Linked DNA regions of Mus musculus: region 1 is linked to region 2. Evidence: chromatin contacts called from public HiChIP or PLAC-seq data. All regions are on one chromosome and are shown on one strand. Each heading gives the region's core, a stretch centred on a gene start, on an enhancer-like site or on the middle of the called end of the contact. The rest is flanking DNA. Distances are from core to core; before and after follow the strand shown.

What was found. HiChIP or PLAC-seq counts read pairs in DNA pulled down with a chosen protein or histone mark.
Region 1: an H3K27ac HiChIP or PLAC-seq map of embryonic stem cells shows a contact between it and region 2, with 9 read pairs. The contact joins two enhancer-like sites. A contact is called at or near these places in 6 of 484 Hi-C or Micro-C datasets (the N1E-115 cell line, bone marrow-derived macrophages, embryonic fibroblasts and 3 more), 14 of 115 datasets of contacts at active chromatin or transcription factors (embryonic basal ganglia, embryonic hindbrain, embryonic stem cells and 7 more) and 2 of 9 other capture datasets (adipose tissue and liver).

What each region holds. Positions count from the first base shown.
Region 1 is chr6:125,572,044-125,575,598 of GRCm38.p6, forward strand. All of the region lies in intron 6 of Vwf (Von Willebrand factor), which reads left to right. Among named protein-coding and RNA genes, the nearest start is that of Vwf, 21 kb to the left of the region's middle. Within about 2 kb of position 1,343, at least 343 of the 459 cell types and tissues checked have an H3K27ac peak or open chromatin away from gene starts, as enhancers often do. A contact at or near this core is called in embryonic stem cells and extraembryonic endoderm stem cells, where this site is marked.
Region 2 is chr6:125,440,530-125,444,504 of GRCm38.p6, forward strand. All of the region lies in intron 4 of Gm32673 (a long non-coding RNA gene), which reads left to right. Among named protein-coding and RNA genes, the nearest start is that of Gm32673, 12 kb to the left of the region's middle. Within about 2 kb of position 2,257, at least 7 of the 459 cell types and tissues checked have an H3K27ac peak or open chromatin away from gene starts, as enhancers often do. A contact at or near this core is called in embryonic stem cells and extraembryonic endoderm stem cells, where this site is marked.

The DNA.
Region 1 (3,555 bases), core at 93-2,592, 130 kb after region 2:
AAAATCTTGCTAGTGTATGCAATGGTGTCAGCGTTTGGATGCTGATTATGGGGTGGATCCCTGGCTATGGCAGTCTCTACATGGTCCATCCTTTCATCTCAGCTCCAAACTCCGTCTCTGTAACTCCTTCCATGGGTGTTTTGTTCCCAAATCTAAGGAGGGGCATAGTGTCCACACTTCAGTCTTCATTCTCCTTGAGTTTCATGTGTTTAGCAAATTATATCTTATATCTTGGGTATCCTAGGTTTGGGGCTAATATCCACTTATCAGTGAACACATACGGCCTCAACTCTTAAGCACACAACTTCCAACTTGTAAACAAAAGACATCCCAAAAGCCATTTTTTTGCCCTTGTGCTTCCAGTGACTCAGCGGCGCAAGGCCCGCTGGGTAGTTGCCTGGCACGTGGCCACGGTTGCTAACAAGGGCAGACTTAAGCTCCAGACTGAGCGCCAAGAGGCCCGTGCTTTGTGCAGAAGGGGGATTTCCTCTTTCCCAGGGCTTGAGATAGCTGACATTTGTCCTTTTAAAGACAAACCGTTGAGATTCTCTCCCCCATAGTTGGGTGCGCTGGTCAGTTTTTTTTCAGCTTGACACAAACTAGAGTCACCTAGAAAAGGGAACCTCAGATGAGGAATTGCCTCCGTCACATCAGCCTGTGGGTTTGGAAAATGAGATGTCCAGAGCACATCCAAATAGGCAAGTGAGACAGGCATGCCCTTCCTCTAGAGATGCTTGACCAACAGACAGATTTCAAAAGAAATCCATCCAAGGTACTGTGCACGAGAGACTTTTCTCACTTCCCCCTTTGGGTTTCTAAATTAGAGTTCTGTGTTTGGTTGGTGGCATTCCCTCTCCCTCCCTTCAAGGCGAGGCTGAGAGCAACAGGTCCCGCCGAGCATATTTTGTTTTGTTTGGCTTTGCAAACACAGGCTGCAAACAGCAAGGGCTTGGCAGATGCTGCCCACCCTCAGAGTATCAAGGAACAAACCCTTTGATGTGGCGTTAGTGGGAGGTACAGACAGACTTTTTCTGGAGAGAACCTGATACTGAGGGTGAGTTGAGGAGGGAAAGACTGGGTGCTTTGTTCAAGGAAGACAAAGCACGGATGCAGCTTTGCTAAGTCTGCGGGGACACATTTTAAGGCTCCAGCTGTATGTCCCTACTCACTTTGTCTCCCGGGTGCTTTAACCAGCATCCTGGGAACAGCTGAAGAACGTGGTTCTTGGTTCGGGACTGAGGCTCCAAACACACCTCCCTGAGGCACGAACTCCTTCAAGTCCAGCACTCACAGTTCAGAGTTTCAGTTTGTTTACCTAGAGAACTGTATTCTGCCCTTAGCCAATCAGATCGTGTTTGCTCACAGCCGGGATCCCTCATTGGCTGGGATGCGCAGTGACTCATCTCCTGGGAGGTGATTAATGTGGCCTCTTGTAAGTTTTTGCTCCCGCTGGGCCCCACGCTTAGATATTGGGTCTGCTAACTGGGAGTCTTTTAGCAGCGGGGTTTTGGATTCAGGAGCCAGTTGGAATGGTTGAGCGTTCTCAGGGAGGCTGCACTAGTGTACAACTGCTTTGGTTAGCTGTCAGAACCAGTCACCTCTCTTTTCTCCTGATTTTTGTAGCTCTTTCAGGGAGCCTGGTCATAATTCTTATACCTTGGGGAGGAACGTTTGCCTGTTGTACCAACAGACCCACAGCCTCTCTCTGCTGGGACCGATAATGGCTTGTTGGATCTCATCGTTTGCAGTTTTAGTTTTGTTTTTGTTTTCCAGCTGAGCCTGGAGCCCAAGCCATAAATGTCCAGATTAAGTGATGCTCATCTGCTCACAGCTACCACACAACACATGCTTTTTAGAGAGATCCTTAGCCTTTCTCTTTTTGTAAAATGAAGTCTGGGGAGCATGGGGGAAGGGCTGAACTTCACAAAGGGATAGTAGCTTTGGTCCTGTGTCCTGCCTGTAATTTGAAGCCGAAAGCCCCATAGGGTTGCTGTTAGCCCACAGAGTGGTCATTCTAGCTATGGAAAAAGACACTCCTTTCCCAAGGCAATCTCCTGTCACTGATGGAAACCTACCACAGTGAACACAACCACTGCACGTCCCACGATATACAGATCTGCGGGTGATGCTAAGGCCCACTATGTAAGTGTCAGCCACTTGGCACATCACCGTTGGTCATAGTGTAGCCTGTCACCGCACTTGGTGACTTTGGACTAGCCTGGGAGTCACCGAAGCCATTATCACCACTCTCAGGTCACATTCCCCAGTGTGACAAGATTGGCTCCTGCCTTTGCTACTGCTGTCAAGAGCATGAGGACACGTCCATGCTTGGCACCAAGAGATCTCTCCCTGTAATTCCTAAGAGTTTGTCTTCACGATGACCAACTGCCAAGTTACTGGGAATCCCAAGTGTTCAGTTACTGGGAATCCCAAGTGTGGTTGCTGCTAATTTTTACTTGAGCCACAGCAGGGGAGTAATCCAGTGGTAGCAGCATCGTCAGATGAGTCAGGATTGGGAGAAATGGATTTTCATCAACGTTAGGAATCCCAGGCTCACAAACACTGAAGCACTGGATGAGATTCTCAAAGTTACCTCTACATCCCCCTACCCCCTGCGGGAAGGTGCTCTGTGAACAACAGCCAGATGGGCTGGATGTGTTCTGATCTTGGCTTTAAGAGTCAAGGCCTTAGAATAGGCTTGCTAGGCTCTTTCTGGCCTTCATGCACAGCTCAGCTCTAGCTGGCTCCTCAGCTTCCTGAGAGAGCACACTCCATTAGTTTATGCTCCTTTGAAGTTAGAGCTCTGTGTGTCTATCCATGTCCCTGAATACTGGAGTCTAGGACCCCTCTGGGCCAGTTGCTCTGGGCTGGTGTGTGAGCCCTGATTCCATAGTCGGTCAGTCTCCTCCACAGCAGCTGGAGACTTTCCACTTTCCTTTCACCTGTGAATTTGGTGTTTATTATGGGAGCATGTGACATTTTTCTGTGCTGTCTTTGTCTCACCTTTCACCACCTTCCATCCTGTAGAACGTTCTCTCTCTCCTCCGGGACAAAGTGCGGCTCACCGGAGACATCTCTTGTCCTTGGGAAATCACCTGTCCTATGGGCTAATATTTGCTAAAACCATTGTTGACTTTCAGTGACCATAGCACATCTCTTCAATAGCCCAGAGAAGCACACAAAGTATCCATCCTGTTGGGGACAGAGCAGTTTGCTCTTCATGTCCTGATTACACAATTGTTTATTTGCATGGGCGGACCTGTCACTTCTTGCTCTATCTAGATGGGGAGCCGGCAGGTGTGCGTGGGAGGGTAATTTCATCAAGTAGTTTGGTCTGCAGTAGGCTCTTGGCAGTTGGAACAGCCATTCATCTGCCTGCCTGGGATTCAAAGTTGTTGAATTTTTATTTATTTTTTTACTTTTATTTGACATGTATGGGTGTTATGCGTGCATGTATGTTGTTATGCTATGTGCATGCCTGGTGCCTAAGGAGGCCAGCAGGGTTGTCATATCCCTCTGGAACTTGAGTCACAGATGGTTGTGAGCCATCATGTG
Region 2 (3,975 bases), core at 1,007-3,506:
GCACATACCTGTATGCTCATGCACACATACAAGTCCATCCACACACACGCATAGGCACATACACACATACACATGACATACATTTACAAAAATAAAGCCAAAATATTTCAATTCACACAAGGGTCAATCAGAATAGGGTGTACTGTGACTTATGACCAAAGAATTCAGAGTAGCAGGTGGGGATGCTGAGAGTTATCATATGACTGTGATGTAGAGAGAAGAGAGAAAATGGGACCACAGAGGGAGAAAGATGGGGAGGTTGGGGAGGGGTATGGCTCTGTGGTAGATTTGCTTGGGGGAGATAGATTAGAGTTCCTGCTATATGCAACTAATAGGCTAGCTTTGTTGTTATGGGGAGCCCACCAGGGATGACCACTCAGACACAGCCTACAGAAGTCTTTGTTCCAGCCAGCTTGGATGGTTACACTCAAGTATTCAGGACCCAAGTGTAGTGTTAATTGTTTAGAGTAAGGGTTTTTTAAAGGCAAAAACCATGTCCAGGCATCTTACTCAGCAGCTGCAGGAGGAAGGTTTTGTGCAAGTGAGTAGTTTAACAGAAACTAAGATAAGCATTTAGTTGGAGGGGAGGTATTCCATAAACAGGGCATTTAACAGAAGCTAAGATAAGTTAGCTGGGGCACTTTGACCTCAAGTTCCTAGAAAAGAGTTAATTTTCCATGAGACTTTTTGTCAAAGAGATCAAATTCTAGCTAAACCTAAAATGGCCCCAGAAAGAATATAAGATGGAGGAAACTTTGCAGTGCTTTGCCCTGTCCTGTTGATAGGCACACCAGAATTATCATTGTTGTTTTTAATCTGCAGTTTTAGGAATTAGGTATCATGGTAAAGATGTTTAACAATAACAAAACAAAACAAAACAAACAAACAAAAAAATAAAACCTGACTTTCTATGAAGTTCAACGTCTTGCCTAAAGTCATATTGCTACTAAGAGGCATGGGTAGGAAACCCAAGACTTCTGATTTGAAATCCCATGTGTCAACTGTGATTTATCTGTCTCTGGTTTTGTGGGTGTGGACTTCCCTGAACTTCTAATATTTTCATCACTGCTAGAGTTCTGGCAAAGGGGCCAGAGCAGGGATGAGGAGAGGGACAAGGACCCTCTGCAGTCAGGTGTTTCTCTCTGTGAACTTTCCTCTTTAGAACAAAGGTCACAGCCCATCATACCCTCACCTCTGTTCATAGAACATATGCAGGAGATGCAGTGCTCCAGGTCAGGTGAGGCCAGGCCAGCTGGGAGAGATGAATGCAGAGCCCCGAATCCATGGTATCCTGGGGCTGTTTGTGTACTGTGTAATCTCTGTGTCTACAATCTCTTTTGAGAGAAGCTTCGCAGGCAACTGTCTCTAAAGCCTCCTTATTCCTACCCTGACCCACAGCTGGCTGCTTTTACAGGACTGGGTACTGGCCCAAAGACAATCTTATCACAGACTGACAGAACTGTGATTCAGGTTGGTGGCCACGGATGTGACCAGACAGGAGCGTAGCAGTCAGCTGGACCTCTTGGTAAAGGGAGAAAAAGGAGCAAAAAGCTAACCATCTCAAGGAGTTCTGGGATCCTGAATATGAAGTCTACGATTTGGCAGCTCCCAGAGTCAACCCCTAGCCACCAGGCCTTTATTTTGTGAATCCCTTGAAAAAGTCCCCTCTTGATGTAGCTTAGGGATGGAGCACTTGTCTGGCATTCATGAGGCCCTGTGTTTAATTACCAGCAACACGTACATGCACACAAAAGTGTCTGCTCACTTTAGACCTCAGCTGAGGGGTGTCTTAAGTAGTCTGCTGCTTGTAGCATCAAGCACTAGAGTACATTTTATATTTACGATTCTGTCTTTCTCTAAAACTGAGGACAGAACCCAGGGCCAGCTAGGCAAATGCCCACCATTGAGCTGTATGCCAAAGCACCCATGTTTACTTCTTCAACTGTTTACAAGAGGCCCAGAAGGGAGCATTCTGGAATGTCTCCTCCCTTCCCTTCTGGCAGGCTCTCTCCACAACGGCAACTATCTTCCCAGATTTTGGGGGCATCTTTCCATCTAAGCAGACATAATCCTATTTGCATTCTGTCCCGTTCTTCCCATCTTGCACACATATTCTCGTTGCTCTGTGGCATTTTTTTTTCCTTTGTAGTTGTGAAGGCTTAATTAACTTTTGCTCTCAGTGAGGGCAGAGACTTGTGATGCTCTCTTGGTGTGGCAAGACTGCTTTCCTCGTTCACATTCCGGGAGAGGGCGGGGGCAGCAGCTGAGGCCTGGAGCCTTGGGGAAGTTGTGCGTTTGTATTCATGCCTGCATGCACCTGTGCATCTCCAGGAGGGGCTGCCGGAGAGCTCGGCTGTGGATGCCTTTGTTAGTCAGCTCTCCATCATTGTGGAATAACACCTGGAATAATCGACGTAAGGAAACATTTATGTTGGCTCATGTTTTTGTAGGTTTCTTATATGGTCCTGCTGTTTGGGGTCTGTAGTGGTGCATTAGAGCAAGGGTGTTCACGTTGTAATAGTCAAAAAGCAAAGAGAGAGGAAGAAGATATTGGTTGTGCTCCCAATATCATCCTTAAGGGTCCATCCTGAAAGACCTAACTCCCTCCCACTGGGTTCTACCTTCTAAAGATCCCATTCTAGCTCCTGATGTTGGAGACCAAGCCTTCAGTCCATATGCCCTTGAGTGGCATCTCAGGTCTGTAATGCTCACTCGAAGGGCCAGTTCTAGGGCCGAGGTCTCACTAACAAGCCTCAAGCCTAACCCTTGTTTTAGTTTCTGCCTCATGATGAGGAATAATAATCTTCTCTGGAGGCGTCGAGAGGATAGGCTGAGGACACGTTGAAGACCTGTTTTGTGAGTTCTCAGGCCATAGGCACTCACAGCCTAGAGGATGTGCCTGCCCTCTGCTTCCAGCATTTCCCAGCTTCCAACAACTCAGGAGGCCGAGGCAGGAGAATTGCCTTGAGTTTGAGGACAACATAGCTACACAGTGAGTTGTAGACCAGCCGGAGTTACAGTATGAGATCTGAAACAACAACTGTAGCAACAAAATGGTGCATGGTGTGAGATTTTAATGATGAGATCTGTCTGACGAGATAGGAGGGAGAGACTGGGAAGGTGGCGGTTTCGCTGGAAAGAAGCCAAAGATGAGAACAGACAGATACCTAGGGATGGAGAAACATGGTGGGGCATGTGTCTATGTCTTCCAGTCCTTTGGGTGGGCAGAAAAATCTAGGTTTTCAAGTGTGGTGGGCCTGGCTCCTACCCTGGCCACCAGTGGCCTCTGTTTGTCACTTTTGCAGTGAGCCATCTCTCAGGGCACCTCTGTGTTTTAATCACTTCTGTCGGTTAGACTTGCCTTATAATTTGATAATTTGCCATTCGAAGCATGTGAACATGACAGGAATATATTCCCCTTAGTATAAATACAGGCGTGTCCACGAGTCAGTATGCCTAGCCATTGGAAGAGTGGTTAGAGAAGCTGTGTCCCTGTTGTTCCTACTGGGAAAGCCCTGACCACCATGTCACCTCCAACGCTGCTTGAGGGCTGAGATGTGACTCAGTGATAGGGAACTTGCCTGGCGTGGGTGAAGCCACGGGGTCTCACCAAAGAAAGCTACTTGAGAGCCACACTGAAGTCAGAAACAAGACAGACTTAGCAAGGTTTTGTGTAGGGTGTACGGCTGACGTCATCCAGAAGCATTCTAGATACAACAGCAAGTGAGTGCTGCTTACAGGGGCTGTAGTCGTCAGGGTTCTACAGAGGATACATAAGAGGAAGTATGGGTGCGGGCATAGGTGAGAGGGAGAGCTTTTCAAAGTTCTTTTTAATTATGTCTCGGCGTGATATGTGCTCATGAGTGCTGTGGTGGTGGTGGTGGGGGGGGGGGGGAAGGTGCCAGGGTCCCTGGAGCTAGAGTTACTGAAGCAGTTTTAAGTTATCTGGTGTGGGGACTGAGAACTGAACTTGGG